Regions from separate parts of the Mus musculus genome. Here all the other regions are linked to region 4. Evidence: chromatin contacts called from public HiChIP or PLAC-seq and promoter capture Hi-C data. All regions are on one chromosome and are shown on one strand. The core of a region is the stretch at or near the end of the contact, and the rest is flanking DNA. Distances in the headings are between cores, read along the strand shown.

Region 1 (3,613 bases), core at 115-2,614, 800 kb before region 4:
ACCCCTCTTCAGGGGGAGCAGAGTCTACAGTCTTCTGTCCTGAGCCTGTTCCTCCCAGGAGGTTTCATTTGGATTTGCATTCCAGCCCAAGGGAAGGGGCCGTAAGGGCCTTGGGAGCAGTGAAGTGTATGGGCGGCTCCTTCCTGTTTCCATTACGCCAGGCTCTTGAGCTGGGCTACCTGTTCAGCCTGCTCTACACAGGTCCCCTGCATGTCCCTCTTCCCCTTTTCCTTCCATGGAGATATTTCTGTCCCATCCTCTTTTGACCCAGCCCCAGCCTGATCAACACCAATAATAAGCATTTCCTAGATGAGCATTTCCTAGGCTGGGCTTTTGATGAGGAACCTTACTTCTGCCAGTGGTTCCAAGTTCTGGGTTTTTTGGGACTTGAAGCATTTCTCCTTGAAGAGGGGACCAGAGAGGCTTAGAATGTCACACGAGAGGAATCACCCGAGGAAGCCTTCCTCCTCATGAGTTTGGATTTTCAAAGCCACGATTTAACTTTTCCATCTGGGATAAGGATCTCAGGACATGGGCACGGGGCAGGGGATGCTTGTGGAGTTCAGTGCAATTGTCCATTCACTGGGATGCTGAACAGTTTCTGTCTGGACACAGCCTGTCTTGGTCCTGGGGGCTGGGGGTGGGGAAGATGCTGTAAGAAAACCGGTTAGTCAATGTTGTCTTAATATTGTTGACAATTCTGTAAAGTTCCTTTTTATGACTATTTCTGTTTAAGCTATTTCACCTTTCATTTTGAAACCCTTTCCTTTTATGGAGAAAATGTGACACTGTGGAAATGCTTGTAAGAAAGCCCCTACTCCCGCTTTTCCTTGAAATGACAGATCTAGGTGATTACGGTTGTGAATTTTTATTTTCACTTTGTTTTTAATGAACATTTGTCTTTCAGAATAGGATTGTGTGATAATGTTTAAATGGCAAAAAAACAAAACATGATTTTGTGCAATTAACAAAGCTACTGCAAGAAAAAAAAATAAAACATTTCTTGGTACCATAACTGTATCATTGTACCCAAATGCTAGGGGGACCTAGGTAGGAGCCAACTCACCTGATTCTTTCCCGGTGGAACCCTGGGCGGGCTCCATCTAGCCGGACAATACTGGAATAACTTGATGGACGGCCCCGCCGACCAATCAGTGGTGGCCAAAGCCCGGGTCCCTGCTGAAAAACAGGGATTGAGGCGGGCGGATAGAAGGCGAGGCGTGGCCTATCCGTCTAGCCACTCACCAGCCAGGACTAGAAGCTACAGCCAGTCGCTTGAGGCGTAGCCGGCTTGAGGGCGGAGCTTGTGCCCTATTTGCCAATCGGTCACGGGAGGAGGCGAAAAAGGGGCGGGCGTTGCGCGCCAAGCTCCTGACTACAGACCTCAGAGACGGTGCGCGGCTAGGAGGATGGCGACCGCGATGGCTGCGAGCGCCGCGGAGCGGGCAGTACTGGTGGGACGCGCTCGGCGGGCAGGGGGCGGCGGGCGGCCAGCCGACCGGCGGCGGGGATGGGATGGGTTTGACGCCGCGCTGTCCGCAGGAGGAGGAGTTTCGCTGGTTACTGCACGCTGAGGTGCACGCCGTGCTGAGACAGCTGCAGGACATCCTCAAGGTAACGCTCCCGCTGGTCCCGCCCGGCCTGCCATCCTTCCTATCCACCGGGTCCTGCCAATCGCACACAGCAGATGCTGAGCGTGACCCGTGCAGATACCCACTTCTGAGAGTACAGTTCAGACGCAGACATGCTGGCATGTAATTACACAAGCAGTGGGCACCAGGTCTTGAGTGTGAACTATCTTCGAAACTGACATTTATCTGTGAGCAAGCAGGGTAGTGGTGAAAGCTTGTGATTTCAGCACTCGGAAGAGTGAGGCTAGAGGTTCATGAGTTAGAAGCCAGCCTTAGGCTCCATTGTGAAACACTGTCTCAAACAAAACAGTCTCAAAACAACACTGATAATCCGAGCTCTGAAGTGATCTCAGCCAAGTTACCCGGATTTCTGAGCCTGTTCCCTTACCCTAACCAGGCTCACACGTCTGTTTGTGAAGATAAATAAACTATCTCACAGAATGCCTAGGACAGTAACCTAGCAAAGCCTGTTACTGTGACTACTGATTGTCTGATTCGGGGACTCTGCTCCCCACACATATCACAGCACTCCAGCTTTCTAGGCACTGTGCCTCTCTGTTCTGTGTTCCACCTGGCTGCTCATGATATACTCAGGACTGGAATGAACGGGTCTGAGCTCATAAAATCTTGGAGGTTTAGTAGGGCAGAGGCAGAGGGGCCAGGTCAGGCCTGCCCTCCTCGTCCCTTCCCCTGCTAACCTGGCAAAGTATCCAGGCCTTGGAATGGAACACTGGCCAGACTGAGGTGAGGTGTTGGGACTGCGCTGTCTTCCACAGGAGGCCTCTCTCCGCTTCACTCTCCCAGGCCCCAGCACCGAGGGCCCTGCCAAGCAGGAGAACTTCATCCTGGGCAGCTGTGGGTGAGCTGGGTTGGGCAGGAGCCTTTGGAAGGGGTGTACACCTGGGGGGAGGAAATGCCCAGGGTACGGTGGGGCAGCCTGCAAGGGGAGGGAGCAGTAGCAGGCGCTCCTCTGACTCGTGTGTGTTACAGCACAGACCAGGTGAAAGGGACTCTGACTCTGCAAGGGGATGCCCTCAGCCAAGCGGTGAGTCCCCCAACAGTCCAGCTGGTGACAAGGATGGTGATGGCTTAGCTCTGCCACCAGCTAGCTCTGTGACCCTGGCTCTGACCCTTGTTGTCTCTGACCTGTTTCCTTGTATGTCTGTAATGTCACAGGCAACCCTCACACTACCTCATGAGATAGGCTTTAGATCCCAGGAGGGGAAGGACAAGAACCTGATGGCATTACACTTAGTTCAGCCTGGCATCTGGACCCTGTGAAATACAAACTTTGGAAGCCTAGGCAGGCTGGCCCCGCATCAAAGTTGAATGAGCCACCACCCTCTGATCTAAGGCCTCAAAGGCCCTGGGGGACAGCCCGTCCCCACGGTTCAGACTACACCACTACCTCCTGTCCAGCTCTTCCCCTTTCTCAGCTTCTCTCGCCCCCCCCCCCACCACCACCACCACCACCACTTTGTGGTTCTTCCTGGGTCTGAGTTCCTATTTCTTGACATTCCTCTTTATCTCCCTCCTGGCTGGCTGAGGCGCCTAGGGCCTCAGCCATCCCCCCACTGCATTGCTGGCTCACAGGATGTGAACCTGAAGATGCCTCGGAACAACCAGTTGTTGCACTTGGCCTTCCGGGAAGACAAGCAGTGGAAGCTGCAGCAGGTGAGGTCCAGCACTCAGCCTGGGCGGCCCAAGGCAGGCCCGAGCCAAGGCCTCCCTGGACAAGTCTTGCAGTGGGGACTTTGCGACCACAGCAAATATAGCAGAATTGGGGGTAGGGGGGGGCAGAGTCTGCTCCACATTAGGGATGTGAAACCAGCCCTAGTTTTGCGACTCTGGCCATGTTAGGACAGCTGAAGGTCCCTTTGAATGTCACTTAACAGGGGCTTCCCATGTACTGTGAATCAACCACAAGCTTTCTGCCTACCCACAGGCCATGTGACACACATGGGCACACGCACACACACCCT
Region 2 (3,202 bases), core at 353-2,852, 840 kb before region 4:
AATTTCTTTCCCTATTTAATGGCTTTCCCTTTTTATTTTGAAAGGCAAAGTCCTACAAAAATGACAGGTTATTTTATATTTATTTTTGTTTCCTGTCTTCTTTCATTCTTTTGTTTGTTTGTTTGCTTGAGACAGGGTTCCTCTGTGTAGCCCTGGCTGTCCTGGAACCTCACTCTGTAGACCAGGCTGGCCTCGAACTCAGAAATCCACCTTCCTCTGCCTCCTGAGTGCATGTGCCACCACTACTCGGCTCCTGTCTTATTTCATTAACTAGAATTACAGGACATTAGACAATGTATCCTTTGTTCTATTCCTGACTTTGATGGGATTGTTTCTAAATTTAGTTGTAAAGATTTACATTTAAAGACAAGTCATTACAATATTCTTAAATTCCTGGAAAACTCTAATTTCTAAATTAAGAACATTTGTCAAATTTTATGAAATCTTAAATACACTTTAAATGGTCAGTTCGTGTTTAATTAACACACAATGTAAATGACAGTCCTTGAAAAATGTGGTACTTCTTCCAAAGAAAAAACAAGCTGGGGTCAACCACCCAGCTTCTCCACCACACCATCTCTCAGAGCAATTGACAACCAAAGCCTCTACAAGGACACTGCTTTGGGGAAAGGGGCGTGAACCCGTCACCTTCCGAGCAGGCGTTGACTTCAGAAAGTACAGCTGTAAGTTAAGTCCACCCTGACACAGACTCCTGCCGCCTTTTCTTGGGTGTGAGACTTTTCTTGCTCAAAGTCGAGCTTCAACTCGGTCTACGGAACTTAGGGCAGCCGCCCTGCCCCTCGGCAGGTACCAGTTCCCATTACTGTCACCTGTCTTCCAGCTGTCAAAACTTCTTGCAAAGTGTCACACTACTTACGAAGGCTAACGCGGGAGGCTGGACCAGACCGCGGCGCTCACCGTTGTCCCCAGAGCCGACGCGGGCCGTAGACGTCCCCCCGTGGTGGTCCTCATGCCGGCCCGGGACCCTCGGGTTGCGGCGCGGCTCAGCGGCCCGCTCCCGAGCGCTGCAGGCGGGCGCGCGGAGGGCCCGCGCCGCGGCCCATGGCCGGCTCCCCAGCCCGCGGGAAGGAAGCCTCTCGACAAACTGCCGCTTTCTCTTGTCAGCCAGCGGGGGGAGCCGAGATATGCCAAGTCCACGTCCAAGAAAACAAGTCGGGCGACGCCGAGGACGCTTGGCGGGGACGCCGCTCCGGAAGCCGACTGTCGAGCTGGGCGCTCCTCAGCAGTCTGGAGCTCCCGCCCCGAGCGCGGGCTCGCGGGCAACCGGGGCCTCTTCTGCCCCGGGCTGGGACCGAGACTGGCTTCCAGGCCGCGCCAGGGTCAGTCAGGGCAGCAACCGGACTCCAACACCTATCCGCCCGGGACCTCAGGCTCGGCAACGGCCCGGGGCCCGCGCCTGCCTAACAGCCGTAACGGAAGCAGCGGGAAAGACTGGAAATGAGTCTAGAGTCCCGGAAGCGAGCGGGCAGCACAGTCGGCTCCCTTTCGCGCTAGTCCGGCCGCGCCGCCTCCGCCGCCGCTGCTTTGGACCGCGGATGCTTCGTTGTCACGAGCCGGAGGGGAGGGGGGAGGCGGGAGCTTGGAGTCTCTGGGCTTCGACGCGCTGAGAGCGCGGCGCTCAAGTCACGTGCCTCCAAGCAGTCCAATGGACGGCCGCGGCGCGGTGACGTCAGCGCATCCGCTAGGCGGATGACAGCAAACACCCGTCACGTGGTCAGGCCAACTCCAATGGGCGGTGCCGCGGCGACCTGAAGTTCCCGGCTGCCCGTGCGGCGGCGGTGGTTGGGTGGTAAGATGGCGGCTGTGAGTCTGCGGCTCGGCGACTTGGTGTGGTGAGTCCTGGCGACCAGCGCTGAACGAAAGACGGCGCGAAGCTGCTTTTCCTGGTCGCAGGGTTGCCAGCTGGCCCAGGAGTAGTTTTATTATGCACTCCGGACGGCGGAGAGTGGGGAAGAGGAGGTGCCGCCGCGGTGTGAACGACGCTTGAGCGGAAGAGGCTGTCCGGTCCCCGGGGGACCGAGGCCGAGAGGGGCCGCGGCGGTCCCTGCTCTGAACCCTGAGGCCATCCCAGGGGAGGGTTACGGCTCTAGAACTCTGGCTCCAGCTGCCACTGCAGAGAACTCTGGCGTGGCGTGGAGTCCCAGGGTCTCTCCGGACCTCCTCTCAAAGCAGGAGAGGATACCTTGCTAGAGACAGAGCCGTCCATACCCGCGTTCGGTTGGGACAGACGTGGGCTCGAGGCTTGGTTCCAGGTGGCGAAATCCGACTGCCCGGCGCTGCCCCATGAAGAAACCGAGGGGAGGGTGACTTCTCCTTTGCAAATGATGGCTAGGCGGTGATCCAGTGCCTCTCGTTCTGTTCCTTGTGTCCCCTGCAACAGCCAAAACCAAGAGTGACCATTGTCTCCTTGGAACTGCGTAGTTTCCCTACCTAGAGGAAGGTTTCCATGATCATTTGTCAAAGGAAAGCCGATCATGGGGTGAATTAAATCAGTCTTAGGGAAGTCTGTGTTTACAGAGAGAAGTTTCCAACACTCTCCCAGGGAGGTACCAGACCAGTGACGTCCTGATGGTTTTGTTTTTCTATGTTCCTTCTCGGGAAGAGTGCACAGATCTCAGGCACACACACACACACACACACACACACACACATATATATATATATACAGTTTTGTATGTAATATGTGAGGGCCCTGAGCCCAGCTGTGAAAGACCCATCTGGTTTGCCTGCTTTTGTTCTGGCCCTTTTGTTCAGCCTAGAGTTAGAAGCATAGATTGCTTGTTGAGTGGGCTGAAGGAGATGGACTGGCTTTTCCAGGGCAAGTTCTGACTGTTTGTATTATTTTCTCTAGGGGGAAACTGGGCCGGTATCCTCCCTGGCCAGGAAAGGTGAGTGCATTGTTGGTTTTAAAAGAAGGTAGTTGAAGCTAAGGGAGAGGGTTAACATGTTGAATTTCCTCCATTCTCTAACACTGACTTAAAATGGGCTCATTTTGATAAAATGTAGTGTTTTGCCTCCAGTTATCAGTCGGTTTTGAAAGTTATAGCATAAACCAGAGTGTTTAAATATGAGGTAATCACTTCAGTCAGAGGGCTTGTGAAATTGGTTGGTTTTTTATCTTGGAAATCAATTGTAATCAAAATGTAGCATGCTAAAATCTAAGGATGAAGAAACAGATTCT
Region 3 (3,491 bases), core at 992-3,491, 730 kb before region 4:
TGCTCTGTATCCTTAGCTGTGGGGGTCACTCTTGCTCCAGGGTTTCTCCCCTGCTCTTGGATTGTTGCTAAGCCCTAAAGTGGAGCTGGCACACAGCCTTCCCAGTGTTTCTGCACCAGGCTATAGGACTGCCAGCAGTGGTGGTCCTGTCCCATGGTGGCACTTCTGTTGTCCTTCTGCACACTAGGCCTGTGCTTTCAGCTCCACCATCACCACAAGAGCTCAATTCAAGCTGCCACTGAGATTGGTTGCCCTCAGAGGCTGGCTGTGGTCTGGGGCCCAACCTCCACACACCTCAGAAAGATGTGGCCATGGCACTCAGAAGCAACATGAGCATCAGAGGAATGGCTTTATTATTGTCTTCTTCCTTCCTCAGCTTCACAGAGGCCCCCATGGGGAAAACAAAATCATGTGGGGCACAGCCATTCTGAAACCAAACCACAGTTCATACACCAAGAACAAAATCTAACAGAGAAATCCAACAAGCACCCAAATAAACATCTTGCCCCACGCTGGGTCAGGCTCTGGGCTAAGGGAAAGAAGGGTTGGTCTAACGTGGGTCATCTCTGTTGGGCAAAACCCATGACCAGTCCAGGATCTGTGTTCCAACCAAGTGGTTGCCTTCGAAGAATGGGCTCTAGCTGGGACTCCACTAGTCATGAACAGACTCGCACAGGACAGTTTGAGCCCTGGGATGGGTGAGAGCATCTTCAGCTTGAAAAGTTAGGCCCAGGCCCACCCCCACTGACCAACCTGAGAGTGTAGCTAGGTCCCAGGGACTGCTTGGGACAGTAATGATGAACAGCTGCCTGCATGTCCCTTGCAGTCAGAAGGGATGCAAAAGCAAACACACTAGAAGGCACGCGTCTCGGGAATTCCAGGGCCTGTGGGCAGAGACAGCCAAGGGAGGGCAGGGACCTGCACAAGAAGCACCTCAGGATGAGGGCGGGAGCAGCTTTTCTAGAGCCTTCTTCTGCTTCTCTGTTGCTGAGGCCAAGGCCTCGGCCAGCTTTTCCGAGGGCATCATGTTGAGTACCTTAAGGGCAAATAGAAGTTGATATTTGGCAGTGCTGACGAAGGCGTTGCTCAGAAAGTTAGGAAAGCCGCCTACTCGATCCTTCTGTGTGTACAGTGGGACCCGTACAAGGCCCAGGACCTGTGGGACAGAGGGCATGAGTGGGGCTGGGCTCTTCTTGTAGAGGCAGGACCCTGGCAGAGATGCCTGTCAGCCACCAGTTTGCCAAAGAAACAGGGGAGACCCAGGCAGGGTCTGGCCAGGCCAGGCTGGTGGCAGTAAAGTGCCTTCTCTCCAAGTTCCAAGGTCAATCCTATGCACTCCCCACCCTGTCTGGCAGCAACCCCCATGATCCCTGGTTTCACTCCATGCCCCTTAGACCACAGAATCTACAAATCCCCCAATTTCCTCTCAGGAGATAATCCCAAACACTGCATGCAACCCGGTCTTTTTGGTCTCAATTTCCCAAGCAGGCCCTGTTCATCCCTTCCAGTGACCCCAAGCCCCACTCCCAGGATTGACAATGGCAGACAAGGCAAATGAAAACAGCCCATGATCCAGATCCCAAGTCCCTTTTCCCACCCAGCATAGCCAGGGTGAGGACCCTGAGGGGTACTTGTTACCCAAGGTGCCTTCTGTGGTGCCAGAGCCAAACCTCAGGAGTGGGAATGGGGGCGGGCCCCAGGCAGTAGCCCCACCTCCAGACCGTGGTCCCGTGAGTGCACAGCGCTGATCTCCACAGCATGCAGTTGTTCCAATGTCAGCTGCCGTGCGTACAGATGTGCCACCACACGGTGTGGACCCTCAGTCAGGTGTGAACTCAGGTAATCAGCTTCGGTAAGGCGTAGGCCGCCCAGGCCCAGGCCCAGCACCCGATTCAAGCCATCCTCCAGCGACCAGAAGCGCCGGTCCACGAAACCCCCGGGAAAGCCTAGCAGCCCGTCGAAGCGCATCTGCATCTGCAAGGTAAGCTTGGTCAGGACGTGGGGTCCACTGGGCGTCCCAAGCCTGTATCCGCCCTGCTTGCCCGCCCAGCTCCTCACCAGCACTGAGAAACGCATGGGGATACGTCCGAAAAGCTGCCCGGGGTTGGCGGCGTATAGCATGGCGTGGCATGAATGACTCCAGCCGGGCCCCAAGCGCATTGCTTCCTCCCGACTGATCTGTTTCAGCTCCGGAACCGTCGTGGTCGACATCTTGATGTGCTCCAGGCCCACTGCCCAAACGAGCATGCGCGACCCCGCCCACAACACCAGACCCAATCCTCGTGCTTCCACGTGCATAAAGCCCGCCTCCACCAGTCCTGTGCTTCTGGGGTTGAACCCAGGAAAGACCCTGGCGGAGGCGGGGTGGGGTGGGGGTGGAGTTATGTAGTTCGCCACCCTCCAAGTTGCAGAGGAGACCCCACAACCACCAGAAAACTACAGCTACCAAGACGCACCGCACGGAGACCAGGTTGTCCTAAGCAGGTAGGTACACTGATTATCAAGACGTGTCAGTCTCCAGTCCCGAACATCCCTGAGAGGGCATCTGAAGTCTCAATATCCACCTCATCCATGAGGGGGCTGGTTTTCCCCTGAGCTTCACCCAGAGCTTGTGGCTCCACTGCCTATGAAATCATGCCTTAAAAAACTTAAATGTCTAAGTGACTCCAGCTCAAGTGACAGGGGACCTAAGCCTTACTTATGCTTTGCCCCTCTCTGGCACATTGATTAATGTTCAGTAAACATCACAGGAGTTGGGATGGGTATAAGAACTAGGACCACCTGCCCACCTAGAGGCTAAGATTCATCAATTGCCCAGTGGAGGTGAGCCAAATTCCAAGTCCAGTTTCAGACACAGCAAGCAACAAAATAGCAATAAACCATTGTCTATGTTTGGAGGGGGCACTCACTGCCCCTCTCACACAAGCAAATGAAGGCAGCAACAAAACCTGTCAGGAGTTCTGCCAGAAACCACTCTAGTGTCCTGTCACTACACCAAAAGCCAACAATGCTGCTGCCTACATAGTGCTGTGCCAGAACAAAGGCACACATAGAATATTGCTGCATGATTTTATTACTATAAATATACAGTAAAAATGAACCCAAACTAGCCAATCAGAGTACATCAGATGATAGTACATGTGAGTCTGAGACAGGTAAGTGTGTAGGCTGCACCCCATCTTTCAAAGTACTGGCACCAGTGCCACGGCCAGAGGCCAGGATGTTGGCAGGTGAGAAGTGGGGGAGTGAGCATGCACATGCTGACATGTGTGCACATATGTGCATTCAGCAAGAGAGAGAGATGGATGTGCAGAGCTGTGCTAGGAAGGAGCAGGGTTAGAGTCAGAGCTCGAGCAGCCCTGAGCCTAAAGGGGTCTCCATGCACTGCTACAGGCTGTCACCTGGGTGAGTGGCAGGGCAGTTCCTTAAGCTGAGGTCCCTCTACCAACCCACCAGGGAGCTGCACTGCCTGGGGCACCTCTGCTCTGGGG
Region 4 (3,521 bases), core at 235-2,734:
TGAGAGGGTCTCCCTGTGATCCTACATTTTTCTGGGTACCTGCCAAAGCCAGGGTGGTTGTCCGAAGTAAGGAGTACCCTTAGGAGATCGAAGCCCTTGGTCTTGGTACCTGGGCCCATCTCAGATCCAGGAGGTAGAGCTGACAGCCTCTCCCTTCAGGTGACAGCGTTGGACATTGGACCTGGCCCTATCGTTTTTGGGCTTGGGAGTGGGCGCTCAAGAGCCTTGCGGTGCCCTTGCAAACTTGGGAAGCACAAGGAAGGGGTGGACTCTCGGCCTGTCATTTTCTCCCTCAGTGATCTTAGAGAAAGTTGCTTTGCCCCTTCCTGCCTCAGTTTCCCCATCTGCACACAGACCCGAGGACCCTCTGTAACCTGCAGGCGCCACTTCGCCATTACTAGCATAGGGCGCGGGGAAGAGGCGCAGGTTGCGGTGGCGTCTTCTTAGTCCGATGTCACCCTGGAGGCTCGCAAGCAAGGAGCTGCGAAGAGCCAGAGCTGCCGGGGCGGGGCGGGACCGGACGGGCTGGGCCCGGATCAGCGCTGACTCCGAGCCTGGCGGGGGGGGGGGTCTAGGCTCGAGCCCAGGGCGCCCTCCCCGCGCGTGCCGCGTTACTGACAGCGTCAGAACAAAAGTGGCCGTCTGCTCTGCGCACTTGGCGTCCCGCAGGCCGGGCCTAGCACCGCAGCCCGTCGCCTCACGCATCGCCGCCGTGCCTTCGACCCTTCCACCCGAGCGCGCTCGGCTCTTTCCGCCGCGGCCGGCGCAGGTGGAGGGGCGGGGCGGGGGCCGTGCGTGGTGACGCCGCGGGGGGGGTGACGTACAAGCGTGCCCCGCCCCCTCCCCCTCCCCGTTCAGGCTCTGGAAAGAGAAGAAAAAAAACTTTCTTTTTTTTTTTAATTGAGGAATCAACAGCCGCCATCTTGTCGCGGATCCGACCGGGGCTTCGAGCGCGATCTACTCGGCCCCGCCGGTCCCGGGCCCCACAACCGCCCGCGCACCCCGCTCCGCCTGGCCGGCCCGCTCCGCCCGGCCCTCGGCGCCCGCCCCGGCGGCCCCGCTCGCCTCTCGTCTCGGCCTCCCGGAGCCCGGCGGCGGCGGCGGCGGCGGCGGCGGCACGGGGTGGGGGGGCCGCGGCGCGGCGGCGGCCCCGCTCGGCGCATTGTTTTTCCTCACGGCGGCGGCGGGCCGCGGGCGGGCGGCGGAGCCCAAAGCCCCCCGGTCGTCCGGCCGCGGGCGAATTCATTAAGTGGGGCGCGCGGGGGGGGGGGGTGGCGGCGAGGCGGCGGCGGTACCACCATGTTCCCGGGCGCCGCCTGAGCCGCGGGGCCGGGCGCCGTCGCTGCCAGCCGGGCCCGCGGAGGCGGCCGGGCCGCTTGGGTGCCCGGGCCGCGGAGTGTCGCGCTCGGGAGGCGGGCAGGGGATGAGGGGGCCGCGGCCGGCGGCGGCGGCGGCCGGGGGCGGGCGGTGAGCGCTGCGGGGCGCTGTTGCTGAGGCTGAGATTTGGCCGCCGCCTCCCCCACCCGGCCTGCGCCCTCCGCGGCCCGGCCCGCGCTCCTGCGCTCGCTCCTCGCTGGCTCGCCTGCTCGCAGCCGCCGGCCCGACCCCCGTCCGGGCCGCGTCGCGCCGCCCGCGCTCAGGGCTGTTTCCGCGAGCAGGTGAAGATGGCCGAGAACTTGCTGGACGGACCGCCCAACCCCAAACGAGCCAAACTCAGCTCGCCCGGCTTCTCCGCGAATGACAACACAGGTGAGGCTGGGTCTAGGCTCGCTGTCAGAGTTCGGGGCAGGGAGGGGGTTGAGGGTCGCAGTGGCCAGAGACTCTGTCCCGGGCCTTGGGATGCGCTTCCCTGGTCGGGAGGAAAAGTGAAGCGGGGGCGCGGTCTAGTGTCCGCACGCGTGGCCGGCCGGGATGACAGCGGAGGGGACCTTGGAGGTTTGGAGTAAGAGAATGCGACCAGAGGCAATGAGGGCTTTCAGGATCGGACCCCCCACTCTAGGCGGTGCAGTCGCGGACACAGCTGCTGCCTTCTTAGTTGCGACGAGTTGCGACGGAGAAGTTTCTTGGAATGTGTTGCTTGGGAAAACGCTTAGTGGTTATTTAGAAAGTCTTGATTTTTTTTTTTTTTTGATCACCTAGTATTTTTTTTTCTCCAAAACCCCAAACCTCATGTGCGAGTTGTCATCAAAGTTGCTGTGGTGTCTTTCATTTACATACGTAACCTTAAAAAGAAGCTAGCAGGCTTTTAAAAGTCCATTTGGGCTCCAGTCTGCCTTTGAGGTTGGAATGGTTTTACACTGGAGATGAAAAATTAAAAAATTAAGGACTTTGAATCTTTCAGGGAAAGAGAAAAGCAAGATAATCTTAAATCTTTTCCCCAACTCACAAAATAGCTTCCGTGCAAACTTTCTTAGGTGATCGGATCGGGTACCCAAGACTTCCCTGTTCATTCAGTAATTCAGAGTACTTCTGGACAGCTCTGATAACCTTGCCAATTATTCGTATTTCCCCTTTTAAGCTCTCCTTCGAAATATAAACTCGTATGCTGCTGTGAACAATGCCGGCTCAGCGCAGCTAGCACTTTTCCAGTACGTACTTGTAGCGGCATCTGAAAATCAGTTTCTGATGAATGGGTCCAAATCAAATTACATTGCTGCCTGCAGATTGGCGCTAGATACAGATGTTCAAGTTGTGGAACTCTGTGACTTTATACAAGTGTATTTAAAAATATTTCTGCTTTTGAAACAAAACTTAGATTTCACGGCTTCAGTTTGAAGTGCTCCTGAAATCCAGTCATGAAAGGAGAATGTTAATGTAGAAATGAGAGGGGAGTATTCTCCCTCCATCATTTTTCAGGAGATTTTTGTTGACTTAAAATTTGTTGAGTGGTAGAAAGGAGTAAATAAATAATTCACAGGTAGGTAGGGAAAAGTCACTTTTCTTTTTAAATGACAAGTTGTTTGATGTTTATTTTCATAAAAATCTTATTGATGAAAAATGTTGAAACAGTGGTTTAAGCACACTTGTGCAAAGTAGAGCTAGCTCCCTTGCTTTAGTAATGTTGCTGTGCTCGAGCCAGAAGACTGTAATCATGTGAGATGTAGATCATACCAGGCAGGTGTTGTCCTCAAGTTTATCCTCTGACACTGCTAACTGGAAGACTTCAGCTTTGCTGTTACTGAGTGAACTTGAAGATTTTTCTTAGAAGTGGGGCAAATTAATAAGACCACAAAAAGACCTGTAGTATCTTATATATCCAGAGGTTTACAAGATGGAACCCAAAAGAAGATGGCTTTTCCCCTCCCTCCTCCTCCTTTTCTTCTTCTTCTTCCTCCTTTTCTCCCTCCTCCTCCTCTTCTTCCTCCTCCTCTTCTTTCCTCTTCCTCTTCCTCCTCCTCCTTTTTCCTTTTTTTTTTTTTTTTTTTGTGTGTGTGTGTAGCTTCTCTGGATTGTCAGATATTTACTTACTGTGTTGCTGACCAGAGCAGACTTATCCAAAAGAATCTTCTGCACGTGAGCAC
Region 5 (3,643 bases), core at 382-2,881, 670 kb before region 4:
GGGCAAAGAAAGTCTAGAAGCACAGCCCGAAACATTTAATAAGCTGTCCAACTAATGGGGGCAGACTCTTCTCAGCCACACAGGAAATCTGGCCGGCTTGGTCTGAAAACACCTCAGGACCAAACATCACATTCAACACTTAGAACCGGATCTAAAGGCCCAGCGTTCTACCCCGCCAAGAAGTTGTGTAGAAGTAAATGTAGCTGACAAGGCACCAGGCATTGCTGTGTGTAGCAGGACACACCTGTAGTCTCAGCACCAGAAGCCTAAGGCTGGAGAACTGAGTACCAGGCCAGCCAGAGCTATATAACAGGACTTTTGTCTTAGAAAAAGGCCTGGTCTAAGAATGTGACTAAGTTAATATAATGCTTGACTACCATGCACAGTGCGCTGAGTTCAAGTCTCCAGCACCTCATAAAACAGGGCAAAGTGCACATTTCAAATCTCAACACTGGGAGGGTAGAGGCAGGAGGACCAGTGTTTGCTCAATGTCACTCTCATAAGGAGTTGGAGCCATGCTGGGCTACATGACATACTGTCCTTATTTTAAACACATACACAGAGAGAGAGAGAGAGAGAGAGAGACAGACAGAGAGAGAGAGAGAGAGAGAGAGAGAGAGAGAGAGAGCAGAGACTATGAATGAGAATAGGAGCAAGGCTCCTCTGGGATCCCACATCTGATATCTGATGCTGGTTCCAACTCTGCCCCCATCCAGCTCCCATAATCTACCAGTGAGTCTGCCCTGAATGAGAGGGAAAGGTCAGTAGTTCTCTCTAACCATTCAAACCATTATCCTGTCCTCCAATGGAACCCAGCACCTCCCTATCGATCACCTCCCTAGGTCAAACACCAGTGTCCCTCACTCGCACGGGAAGAGGAAAGCCTGGGTCCAAATCCTAATGAGTTGTCACAATCCAGGGCCGGTCTTCATGCCTCCAAAGCCGGCACCACCGGGTCGGTGGTGAGGGTGTCCTCACTACCAATGCAGTCTGATCCCAGAGATGCCAAGTATCGGTGCATACACAAAGTGAGTGGCCCAAGGTCACCAGTTAAAAAGAGGCCGCGCAAGGTGCGTCTGCGGCCAGCAGGGCTAGCCAGGGCCGCAGCCACGCCTCAAACTCCACAGGTACCGGGAAGGGGCACAGGAGGAGGGTCCGCGACAGGGCAGGGCGCTCGCGCGTCTGATCCCCGGGCCTCCTGGAGTCCCCAGTCCCCGTTCCAGCCCCCTTCCGCGGTCCGCGTCCTCGGAAGCTCACCGGACTTCGGAGGGTAGCGATAGGCCGAGTTGGCCTGTATGTCGATGTCCTCTACGCCCGCGATGCGGCGACTCAGGATGGAGCCCATGGTGCGCGTTTCTACCGGCCAGCCGGAGAGGAGAGGTTGTCGGCTGCGGCGTCCTCACACGGACATGGCCCAAAACAGGCCGCACCAACGCGTACCCACCGCCGCCACCGCCGCCGCCGCCGCGGCACCTCTCCACAGCCCCCGCCCCCGGCCGCCCCGGCCTAGGCCCGGCGCCCCGCCCCCGCCCCCGCCCCGCAGTTCCAGGGGAAATGGAGTCCAGGCCAGGCAGCCAATGCGCCTGCGTACTACGCTTCCCAAGCTTGCCACCACCACCACCACCACCACCACCACCACCACCACCTCTCACGTGAGTAGCCACAGTGGGTCGAACCAAGAGGCTCCGGCTAAGGGGGTTATCTCCTTCACACGACGCTAACCTCGGCTGCCCAGCTGGATACTGAAACCGGAATGCCTCAGTCCCTTCATCTTCTGTCTACATTTAGACACCCTCAGAATTTCGAGCGTCTCCCATGTAAACCAAGTCTGAAAATGTCGACAATTCTACAGTAGCTCTCCCCCACTTCCCGAGGTTCTTCTCCCATCCTCAGCCGCAAAGGGAATACCTTTAACCAGAGGACAACTGGGTAACCACCAAGCCTTGGAGCCTTGGTCAAGAAGTCAAAACATTAAAAAATAAATAAATAAATAAAAAGCCGGGCTTGGTAGCGCACGCCTTTAATCCCAGCAGAGGCAGAGGCAGGCGGATTTCTGAGTTCGAGGCCAGCCTGGTCTACAGAGTGAGTTCCAGGACAGCTAGGGCTACACAGAAACATTTACAATGGACACGGAATTTTCAGAAGACAGATTTCTCCCCCTTTGACACATAGGGAAACTGAGGCACAAAGCAGGGCAGACGGCAAATAATATGCTAAAAGCAAGTTCAGAAAAATCAGGATACGGATTGCAACATTAATTTACAAGCTATGCCCTGGCTTCTCTCACACACACGCACGCGCGCACACACGCACTGCTTTGAGGATGCCAGGGTATGTTTTTATGATTCTCAGAGGAGTTGAGTTTCTTAGAAGTGCCTCCCATCTTGAACCTGCTGTTCCAGGAGAGCAGCTAGGGAGACCAGCAGGTAGTGAAGTATCAGGTGGTGACTTCACCATAGTTCAAACTATACTAAACCTGAATGCAAAGTCCTTGAAGATCCTCCCCCTGTCCCTTGTAGATAAGGTGACAAGCATAGGCCTTAAGTGAAGACCTCAAGTGAGCAAAAAAATACCCTCGCGCGGTGGGTGTGCCTCGGTGCGGCCTGGTCTGGGCCATGTCTGTCGTCACCCCAACCTCTTCTGCTGGCCAGCAGAAATGTGCATCATGGGCTCCATCCTGAGTTGCTGCATCGTAGGTACGGAGGACATCAATTTTCAGGCCAACTTGGCCTATTGCTATCCTCCAAAGTCCGGTGAAGGAAGAGAGAAAATATCAAGAATTGATAGGCTGAAGCCTGGCGTGGTGGCGCACGTCTTTACTCGGGAGGCAGAGGCAGGCGGATTTCTGAGTTCGAGGACAGCCTGGTCTACAAAGTGAGCTCCAGGACAGCCCGGGCTATACAGAGAAACCCTGTCTCGAAAAAACAAAACAAAAAGAATTGATAGGCTGAAAGCTGTGTGAGGAGGTGGCCAAAATGGCTGAATGATGGAATAATATATGTAATTGAATATAATAATATTCAAACCATAAAGGGCTAGTGCCACTCACCAGAGACAAGACTTCCCTCGAGACCATGTTGTTGAGACCTAGTTGGGACCCTCCAGGACACCAGAGGTCCTCCAAAGTTCAACTAAGGAGCAGCAGAGGGCAGCCAAGAAGTTAGATGAGAAGCTACATTTCCTGGCTGGAAACTCTTTCCTCTTACACTGGAAGCAGAGATTCACAGTCTAAGGCATAATCTGTCTGCACCGCCCGCCATCCACCTCCACTGTGCCTCCCACCCAGGCACCCTCCTCCATCCCTGAAGAGTCGAGCTTTTGGCTCTTCTTTGGCTAATGCTACCCTAGAGTAGCTGTGTAAGAGATCTCTGAATTTCTTCAAACTCAAAATAGCACAATGGACCAGTTGAGAACAAAAGCCATAATCTCTTCATAAACATATTTAGAATCATAAGACAGCACACACTAATGACTATTATGAAGATGTGCCTAGACTAATGGAAGCAAGGCCTGATTATGGAGTTGCACAAAGGATGCAATTTCAATACATCTAGCTCACAAGCTGTGCCTGAAGGAGAGACATCTTCTTGAACCCTGCATTTAAGAGAGTCACTGGAAACAACATAGCTTCAGCCTTCCACCA
Region 6 (3,452 bases), core at 402-2,901, 990 kb before region 4:
GGCTCAGTCTGCTGCCTGCCTCTGAGTGGCGGTGGCTGTTGGACATCTTAGACATCACTTGGCTTGTGGCTGCCCCTCTCCAGTGGCTGCAATGCCTCCATGTGGCCCTGCCTCCCCTGTGTGTATCTGCCTCTTCTCAGTACAGCAGTCAGACTAGGTTTGCAATCCCCTGAGTTCTAGGATGACCTCATCTAAACAAATTGTGCCTAAGAAACCCAGACATACAAAGAAACCCATTCTGAGGCCTTGCAAAGACCATGAGTTTTGGGAAGGACAAGGCTCAGTACAGATGGCTGAGCCTGATCACACACAGACCCCAAGAAGCATGGCTCTGGTTTCAAGCACACACACTGCTCACTGTAGACAGAAAGGGGCTTAAACCTATTCAAATCCCTGGCACCTACTAGATTGACAATGCCCCTGAGGAGGTCAGGAACTGGACTTTGCGTTGGGCTCTGCCTTTGGGTAAGCCCTAAGAAGAGCAGCCTCTGACAGGCAGCACTGAAGCACAAGCCGTGCTTCAAGGGGACACTCGCCAGGAGGATCCCAGGCTCGGGACTTACTATAACACAGGACACTTGTCACCTGAAAGCTTGAGTCAGTCAGTTATTATGGTCTGTGTGTGAGATACAAGTGGGTGCATAGGCAGTGGTGCACACATGTAGATCAGACTTTCTACAGCCAATTCTCTTCTTCCTCCTCTCCATGGGTTCAGGGTCTTCATCTCAGGTTGCACAGCGAGTTCATTTATGTGCTGTGCCATCTCGCCAGTCGTTCCTATATCCTAGAGGAAAACTAGTTTCTTCTGGTCAAGAGGAGGAAAGAGTGGAGACCTGTCATTCTAAGATACCCAAAACAGGGCCAGGTTGGGGACCTGTGCCTTTAATCCCATCACTTGGGGATTAGGTAGAAGCAAGAGGCTCTAGACCAGTCTACACACTGAATTTCAAGCCAGCCTACCTATAAATCAGAGACCCTGCTTCAAAAATAAAATTAAACAAAAACGAAGATAAACCAAGCTACCCAAAACACAAGAGTTAATCCAGTCAGACAGGTCTAGCAAATGCTAGGATGAAAGGTGTGCACCACCACGAGTGGGCTGCAAGCCTCTCTCTCTCTCTCTCTCTCTCTCTCTCTCTCGTTTGTTTTGTTTTTCGAGACAAGGTTTCTCTGTGTAGCCCTGGCTGTCCTGGAACTCACTCTGTAGACCAGGCTGGCCTCGAGCTTCACTCTTAAAAGTTCCTCTTCCTCCTCCTCCATCTTTTCCTCCTCTTACCCCCTAGGCTCCTTTTCCTCTTCTTGTCTTTCAGATAAAGTCTCAAGTAGTCCAGACTGGTCTCAAACTAACTAACTAGCCAAGAATAGCCAACCTCTTAACTTCCGATTCTCCTGCCTCTGCTGAATGCTGGGGTTGTGGCGTGGGCCACCACTTCTGGTTTGTGCAACACAGAAGGAACTAGGGCTTTAAGCACGAGAAGCAAGTTCTGTACAGACTTACACAGGCCCAGCATCTGTTCTTGCAATTTTCTGTAAGTTTGACATAATATGAGAATAAAAAGCTATCTATCTCCCTTCCAGCCTTACCCTCTCTGATGGAATTCGAATGCGTAATCAAAGCACCCAACAGCCTGGCCTGGAATCACGTGGGGCGAGCCCACGTGACCGGAGCACCAATCCAATATGGCGGCGCCCAGGGGGCCCGGGCTGTTCCTCATACCCGCGCTGCTCGGCTTACTCGGGGTGGCGTGGTGCAGCCTAAGCTTCGGGTGAGTGCAGCCGCCGGGGCCAGCCTGGCTGGGGTCCACCTTTCCTGAGCGCTCTCAGGCACAGCCCTCCGACCTCACGATCGCCCCGTCCCTGCAGGGTTTCCCGCGACGATGACCTGCTGCTGCCTTACCCACTAGCGCGCAGACGTCCCTCGCGAGACTGCGCCCGGGTGCGCTCAGGTAGCCCAGAGCAGGAGAGCTGGCCTCCGCCACCCACGAACCCCGGCGCCAGCCACCACGCGGCCGTGCGCACCTTCGTGTCGCACTTCGAGGGGCGCGCGGTGGCCGGCCACCTGACGCGGGTCGCCGATCCCCTACGCACTTTCTCGGTGCTGGAGCCCGGAGGAGCCGGGGGCTGCGCGCAGAAGCGCCGCGCTACTGTGGAGGACACAGCCGTCCCGGCCGGTTGCCGCATCGCTCAGAACGGTGGCTTCTTCCGCATGAGCACTGGCGAGTGCTTGGGGAACGTGGTGAGCGACGGGCGGCTGGTGAGCAGCTCAGGGGGACTGCAGAACGCGCAGTTCGGTATCCGACGCGATGGAACCATAGTCACCGGGTGAGGAGGCAGGGAGCCCCGGGGCTGTAGAGGGCAAAGGGTCTCTGATGTTCTTTCAGAGCCATGCCTCCGAGTCCAGGTCCCTAACCAAACTTCCTGTCTTTCTTCTTCCGAGTAATGACGCTGACACCTTCCTTCCTTTAAGTTTATTCATGTGCCACTGAATAATCTGTGATCAGGCCGTGTGTGGGGACTTGGGGAGGCGACCGTGAGCCTGAACACAGTTTGTGCCCTAGTGAACTTTGTGTAGTATTAGAGAAACATTTCGTGTTCAACGAAGCCATGGAACCAATTGGAAATAGTGTAGAGTTTATGGAGCAGTCCCAGACAGCTAGCTGGAGGCCTTTTGCTGTCCTGATAAAAATCCAGGTTAGACAAGGAGCTTGTTGAGGGCAGCCTTTGGAAGTTTCTGTGTTTCTTGAAATTTGACAGCAGCCAGAGTTGACAGCAGGCAGGCAGGAGTAGAAGGTAGCGCCATCTGGTGTTCCAGTTCTCTTCCAAGGTTCCGTTTTTTGCCAAGGCTGGGAAGTGGGCTTTCCCCAACTCTTCTCAGCCCTTGGTTGCAATTTCTGGGCCTGCCCATGTATCTGGTTCTTCATCCTTCAACATCAGCCAGTGTCACCACTGTTGATCTTAGGTTTTCACAGATCCTAAAACTTCTGCCAGTGACCAGCGCCTGCAGTTTCTCTTCCCTGGCTCTGTCCTTCAACCTCTCTACATTCCAGCCATCTCCCTTGCTCCTCTCTTGGACTCCCTTCCAGACTTGTTGTCATGATCACTGTCTCAGTACCCCTATTGCTCCTTTACAATGGTCCACTGACCTGCTCACCTCCTACTTTTTTTTTTTAAATGTGTGTGCATCTGTGTGTGCCTGAGGGGAGACCAGAGTTTGATTTCAAATGTCTTCTATTCTCTTTTCCTCCATCTTATTTTCTAACACAAAATCTGAATCTAGAGATCACTGGTTCAGTTAACCTGGCTGGCCGGCAAACCCCAGGGCCCTCCTGCTTCCCTCTGTCCACCCCACCCCAGCACTAAGGCTACAGTGTGTGCTGTTCCAGCCAGCTTTCTCATGGGTGCTGAGGATCTGAACGCAGGTTCACATGTGTGGTGGGAAGGCTTTTACCCAA
Region 7 (3,368 bases), core at 512-3,011, 750 kb before region 4:
GTGGCCTTGGCAAGGTTATCACTCTCAGAGCTTGGAGCTGGACCCGACCGGACCCAACAGAGTTGAGAGCAGTCCAACAGCAGGGTGGGAAGTCCAGGGCTTTGGTACCGAGTCCACCTGGGAGTTAGGACCACAGGAGGAGTGGCCTTGGAGATACAGAGCACTAATATCCACACTCAAGAGTTCTGGCAAACCCAGAGAGAAGCCTGGAAGAAGTGGATACCCAGAAGTAATCCCAGACACTGATGAGTGAAAATAAAGTCCATAGACCAAAGTGGGGTCTGTAGAGGAGTGCCCGAAGCTGTCCTTGCCCAGGCTGGCAGTTAATATCCAGGAGAAAGCTCTTGCTCACCAGGGACGAGTCTGAATCCAGAGATGGAAGCTGGTTTTTGGCAGCCTCAAGGATGGCATCCCAGGGAGAAACTGGCAAGGACATCACTGCTTTGTCTTTGGATGTCATGGGGGCCAGGACTCAAAGGACACCGTCTGTCATCATCAAGGAGTCCTGTGGAGCACACAAGGTGAGGTGGCAGTGTCTGGGTGTTCAAGGAGAAACTAGCATTGGTAGCCTTCCCAAAGCCTTGATCAGCTGTAGATGAAAATGCACCCGCAAAAATTCTAGTTTCTACCCATTTCCTTCTGGTTCTGCAAACTTATGTCACTTGGTAGCAGGACTGTATGTGTGGGTATGTGCAGTCATGAGTGCACAAGATGGTGGTGTCCTCTACTGCTCTCATAGAGGATCACAATTCAGTTTCCAAAACCACAACTACTTGCAACTTTAACCTCAGGGAGAGCCCGTCTCTGGCGTCCACTCGTATCTGCACTGGAGTACACATACCCACCTTCACACCCATACACATAATTAAAATACAAACTAATTCATTAATATAATTAAAAATAATCTTTAGAATTAGAGGTTTAAGATCCATTATTCAAGAGATTTTTTTTTTTAGTCATCACTCAAATGAGTCTCTATAATCCAGTCGCTGGCTCAGCTCCACCTTTTATATCTCACCCTAAAGAAAACACGTTCAGTCCTCAGGGGCAGAGGGACTTTAGGATTGTGGGTGAAGGCCTAGCAAGCGGACCAAGCAGATCAGCTAACGGTGCCAAACCAGAGCTGCGTCAGAGGAGTGAGTGGGGTCTTAGGGCATTTGAGCAAGGACGGGTGCTTGGCTGTCCTGAATTGGGAACCACAGGTGGAGACGCTTTTGGTATACGCACCAAAAGATGTTTCCTACCAGGGGCTTTGGCGGTAGGACACAGAATCACCGAAGTGAAGGGGGCCGCCCAGGACTGATCGTCCTTTAGGTGTGCAAGGCGGGGAGGGTTGAAGGAAGGCTTGACCCGCAGAGGAAAGAGCATGGAGGAGCTCAGAAGACCGAGCGGCTCAGTGTTTCTCCTCAAAGCCAGTTGGCCCCGCCTCGCCCCGCCCCGCGCCAGGCGTCGTTGTCAAGGGAACTGGAAGGCAGCGGGACGAGGCAGTCCGTGCTAGAGCCGAGGGGAGGGTCTCATTCCCTGCCACCCGCAGCCAGGACCCACCCATCGTCGCGTGGGTTTCCGCGGTCTCCCACTTGCCTCAGCCGCTCCGCCCGCCCACTTGCCTTGTCCCCGTGCTGAGTACGGCCACCCACGGCGGCCTGGCGACTCGCCGCCTGCCTCTCTGCCTCAGGATTGGCTCCCGAGCGAATGGGCCGGTATCTGCCATCTCATGGGCTGCTGTGGCGTGTCAATAACAGAACGTCCGTCACCTTCCCGGGATGCTCTGCGCCGTGCGAGGATTACTTCCGGGGTGGGCCGGGCGCAGGGCTGTCGGCCGGTGAGGGGCGAGCCGCTGTCGCTGGAGGGTGGCCCGGGAACCTGAGGCCTTGCAAGGTAGGCCGGGCCGCGGCAGGGCCCTCTGAGAGGTGGGGCCCAAGGCGCCCTGAGTCTGCTCGGGTGGGCAGCCCTGGCGTTTGCCTGTCGCAGGGTTTGGGGACACGGGCCCGCCGCCGTGGTGCTAAACTAAGGGGTCACGCGAGGTGTCGGCCAGACTGCTGAGCCACACGGGAGCCTGCGGTCGTGCATAGTCGCCGGGACCGCTAGGGTCGGAACTGCGTCGTACATTTGGGCTGCAGGGGCTCCCTCGAGGCCTTCATGGATCTCTTGGAGGAATGACAGTTGCCTCCAGAATAGAATTTTTTTTAAAACTAAGATTTAAGAATTTTAAGAATAACTTATCAGGGCTGCAACTGAAATTCTGAGAGAGAGAGGTGCAGAAGACATAGAAACTTTTATTTTACTTGAATCGATTTTTTGGGGGTGTTGGTTTTTTGAGATTGTGGGCGTGTCTCACTGTGTAGACCAGGCTGGCCACAGACTCACTGAGATCTACCTCCCAGATGCTGAGATTAAAGGCCGGTGCCACTACGCTGGCGGGTTGGATGTTTTTAGTGTAAGCATCTAATGTTACCCAGGTTGTCCTTGAACTCAAAGGCGGTCCTATTGTCTCAGCCCCCCAAGAGCTGGAGTTGCAGGTGTGAGTTCTTCCAGGGTTCTGCTAATCCGCCTATGGTTTCCAGTTTGGGGAAGCACGTGTCCATTCTGTTGGTTCAGACTAGGTTAGGTGCTACTTGAGCGCAGGCCTTGCAGCAGGAGAAGCTGGTGTTTCCAGGATACAGGCCTTGTTTTCACCTTACCAGCCCACACACATCACTCATCGTGAGACTGGCAAACTGTTGTATGTTGTCCTTTTTATAACTTTTAAAAGTAAACTTATGTCCTTGCAAGTTGTGTATATATAGTGCTTATCACTGAGATAGATCCTCAACAATCTTTCTACTTTTTAAAAACATATTTGTTTTAATCTAAGTACACTGTAGTTGTCTGGTGATTGTGAGCCATGTGGTTGCTGGGATTTGAACTCAGGACCTTCAGAAGAGCAGTCAGTGCTCTTGACTGCTGAGCCATCTCTCCAGCCCATCTTTCTACTTTTAAAATATTTTAGTCTCACTAAGTTGCCCAGGCAGGCTTGGGATTTGACTCTTCTGCCTCGTCTGGAAGTTGTGCTGCCAGGCCCAGCTTTCACCAACACAGGATAATGCTAGAGTGTTTAAGGGCCTCGAGGGAATTAGTACCTTCTGGGTCATACTTCCTTCGGGCTTCCTTCTGGGTTCACCAGAACTCTTGAGTATGGATATTGTGGTGCTCTGTATCCTTGAGGCCACTCCTGTGGTGGTCTTGACCCCGAGATGGGACCCAGGTGGGTTCAGTGCCAAAGCCCGGGTCTTCCCACCCTGCTGTTCTACTCTTGACTCTGTTGGGTCAGGTTAGGGTCAGTTCCAACCTCAGCGTAATAACCTTGCCAGAGCACTGCGATATTGTCC

What was found. Promoter capture Hi-C pulls out the DNA fragments that hold promoters and counts their contacts. HiChIP or PLAC-seq counts read pairs in DNA pulled down with a chosen protein or histone mark.
Region 1: a contact with region 4 is called in a promoter capture Hi-C map of pre-B cells, with 3 times the contacts expected there. The contact joins the promoter of Rogdi here to the promoter of Crebbp in region 4. A contact is called at or near these places in 2 of 39 promoter capture datasets (liver and pre-B cells) and 1 of 9 other capture datasets (liver).
Region 2: a contact with region 4 is called in a promoter capture Hi-C map of pre-B cells, with 6 times the contacts expected there. The contact joins the promoter of Ubn1 here to the promoter of Crebbp in region 4. A contact is called at or near these places in 4 of 39 promoter capture datasets (cranial neural crest, erythroid cells, liver and 1 more), 3 of 484 Hi-C or Micro-C datasets (CD4 T cells, CD8 T cells and regulatory T cells) and 2 of 115 datasets of contacts at active chromatin or transcription factors (memory CD8 T cells and thymic regulatory T cells).
Region 3: a contact with region 4 is called in an H3K27ac HiChIP or PLAC-seq map of thymic regulatory T cells, with 4 times the contacts expected there. The contact joins the promoter of Nudt16l1 here to the promoter of Crebbp in region 4. A contact is called at or near these places in 3 of 39 promoter capture datasets (cranial neural crest, liver and pre-B cells) and 1 of 115 datasets of contacts at active chromatin or transcription factors (thymic regulatory T cells).
Region 5: a contact with region 4 is called in a promoter capture Hi-C map of pre-B cells, with 3 times the contacts expected there. The contact joins the promoter of Mgrn1 here to the promoter of Crebbp in region 4. A contact is called at or near these places in 6 of 39 promoter capture datasets (cranial neural crest, embryonic stem cells, liver and 3 more), 5 of 484 Hi-C or Micro-C datasets (CD4 T cells, CD8 T cells, the G1E-ER4 cell line and 2 more), 6 of 115 datasets of contacts at active chromatin or transcription factors (embryonic forebrain, embryonic stem cells, memory CD8 T cells and 3 more) and 2 of 9 other capture datasets (adipose tissue and liver).
Region 6: a contact with region 4 is called in a promoter capture Hi-C map of pre-B cells, with 4 times the contacts expected there. The contact joins the promoter of Nagpa here to the promoter of Crebbp in region 4. A contact is called at or near these places in 1 of 39 promoter capture datasets (pre-B cells), 1 of 484 Hi-C or Micro-C datasets (CD4 T cells) and 1 of 9 other capture datasets (liver).
Region 7: an H3K4me3 HiChIP or PLAC-seq map of bone marrow-derived macrophages shows a contact between it and region 4, with 5 times the contacts expected there. The contact joins the promoter of Anks3 here to the promoter of Crebbp in region 4. A contact is called at or near these places in 1 of 39 promoter capture datasets (pre-B cells), 2 of 484 Hi-C or Micro-C datasets (CD4 T cells and CD8 T cells), 3 of 115 datasets of contacts at active chromatin or transcription factors (bone marrow-derived macrophages, pancreatic cancer cells and thymic regulatory T cells) and 1 of 9 other capture datasets (liver).

Annotation. Positions count from the first base shown.
Region 1 is chr16:5,011,304-5,014,916 of GRCm38.p6, reverse strand. It overlaps Rogdi (rogdi homolog), which reads left to right and starts at 1,364. Exons shown (of 11, transcript NM_133185.2): 1 at 1,364-1,454; 2 at 1,543-1,614; 3 at 2,408-2,490; 4 at 2,622-2,676; 5 at 3,225-3,305. The coding sequence starts at 1,410. It overlaps Glyr1 (glyoxylate reductase 1 homolog (Arabidopsis)), which reads left to right. Exons shown (of 16, transcript NM_001079814.1): 16 at 1-1,015.
Region 2 is chr16:5,048,457-5,051,658 of GRCm38.p6, reverse strand. It overlaps Ubn1 (ubinuclein 1), which reads right to left and starts at 1,602. Exons shown (of 19, transcript NM_026666.4): 1 at 878-1,602. It overlaps Glyr1 (glyoxylate reductase 1 homolog (Arabidopsis)), which reads left to right and starts at 1,749. Exons shown (of 16, transcript NM_001079814.1): 1 at 1,749-1,853; 2 at 2,873-2,909. The coding sequence starts at 1,816.
Region 3 is chr16:4,937,861-4,941,351 of GRCm38.p6, reverse strand. Nudt16l1 (nudix (nucleoside diphosphate linked moiety X)-type motif 16-like 1) reads right to left here and starts at 2,241. Exons shown (of 3, transcript NM_025839.4): 1 at 2,059-2,241; 2 at 1,714-1,974; 3 at 324-1,156. The coding sequence starts at 2,211. The coding sequence ends at 935. Mgrn1 (mahogunin, ring finger 1) reads right to left here. Exons shown (of 17, transcript NM_029657.4): 17 at 3,056-3,491. It overlaps Gm16861 (predicted gene, 16861), which reads left to right and starts at 1,767. Exons shown (of 3, transcript NR_037666.1): 1 at 1,767-1,981; 2 at 2,188-2,484.
Region 4 is chr16:4,211,367-4,214,887 of GRCm38.p6, reverse strand. Crebbp (CREB binding protein) reads left to right here and starts at 1,484. Exons shown (of 31, transcript NM_001025432.1): 1 at 1,484-1,749. The coding sequence starts at 1,665.
Region 5 is chr16:4,884,088-4,887,730 of GRCm38.p6, reverse strand. Mgrn1 (mahogunin, ring finger 1) reads right to left here and starts at 1,631. Exons shown (of 17, transcript NM_029657.4): 1 at 1,258-1,631. The coding sequence starts at 1,345.
Region 6 is chr16:5,202,211-5,205,662 of GRCm38.p6, reverse strand. Nagpa (N-acetylglucosamine-1-phosphodiester alpha-N-acetylglucosaminidase) reads left to right here and starts at 1,651. Exons shown (of 10, transcript NM_013796.3): 1 at 1,651-1,766; 2 at 1,864-2,322. The coding sequence starts at 1,681.
Region 7 is chr16:4,962,630-4,965,997 of GRCm38.p6, reverse strand. It overlaps Anks3 (ankyrin repeat and sterile alpha motif domain containing 3), which reads left to right and starts at 1,761. Exons shown (of 17, transcript NM_028301.4): 1 at 1,761-1,878. It also overlaps 4930451G09Rik.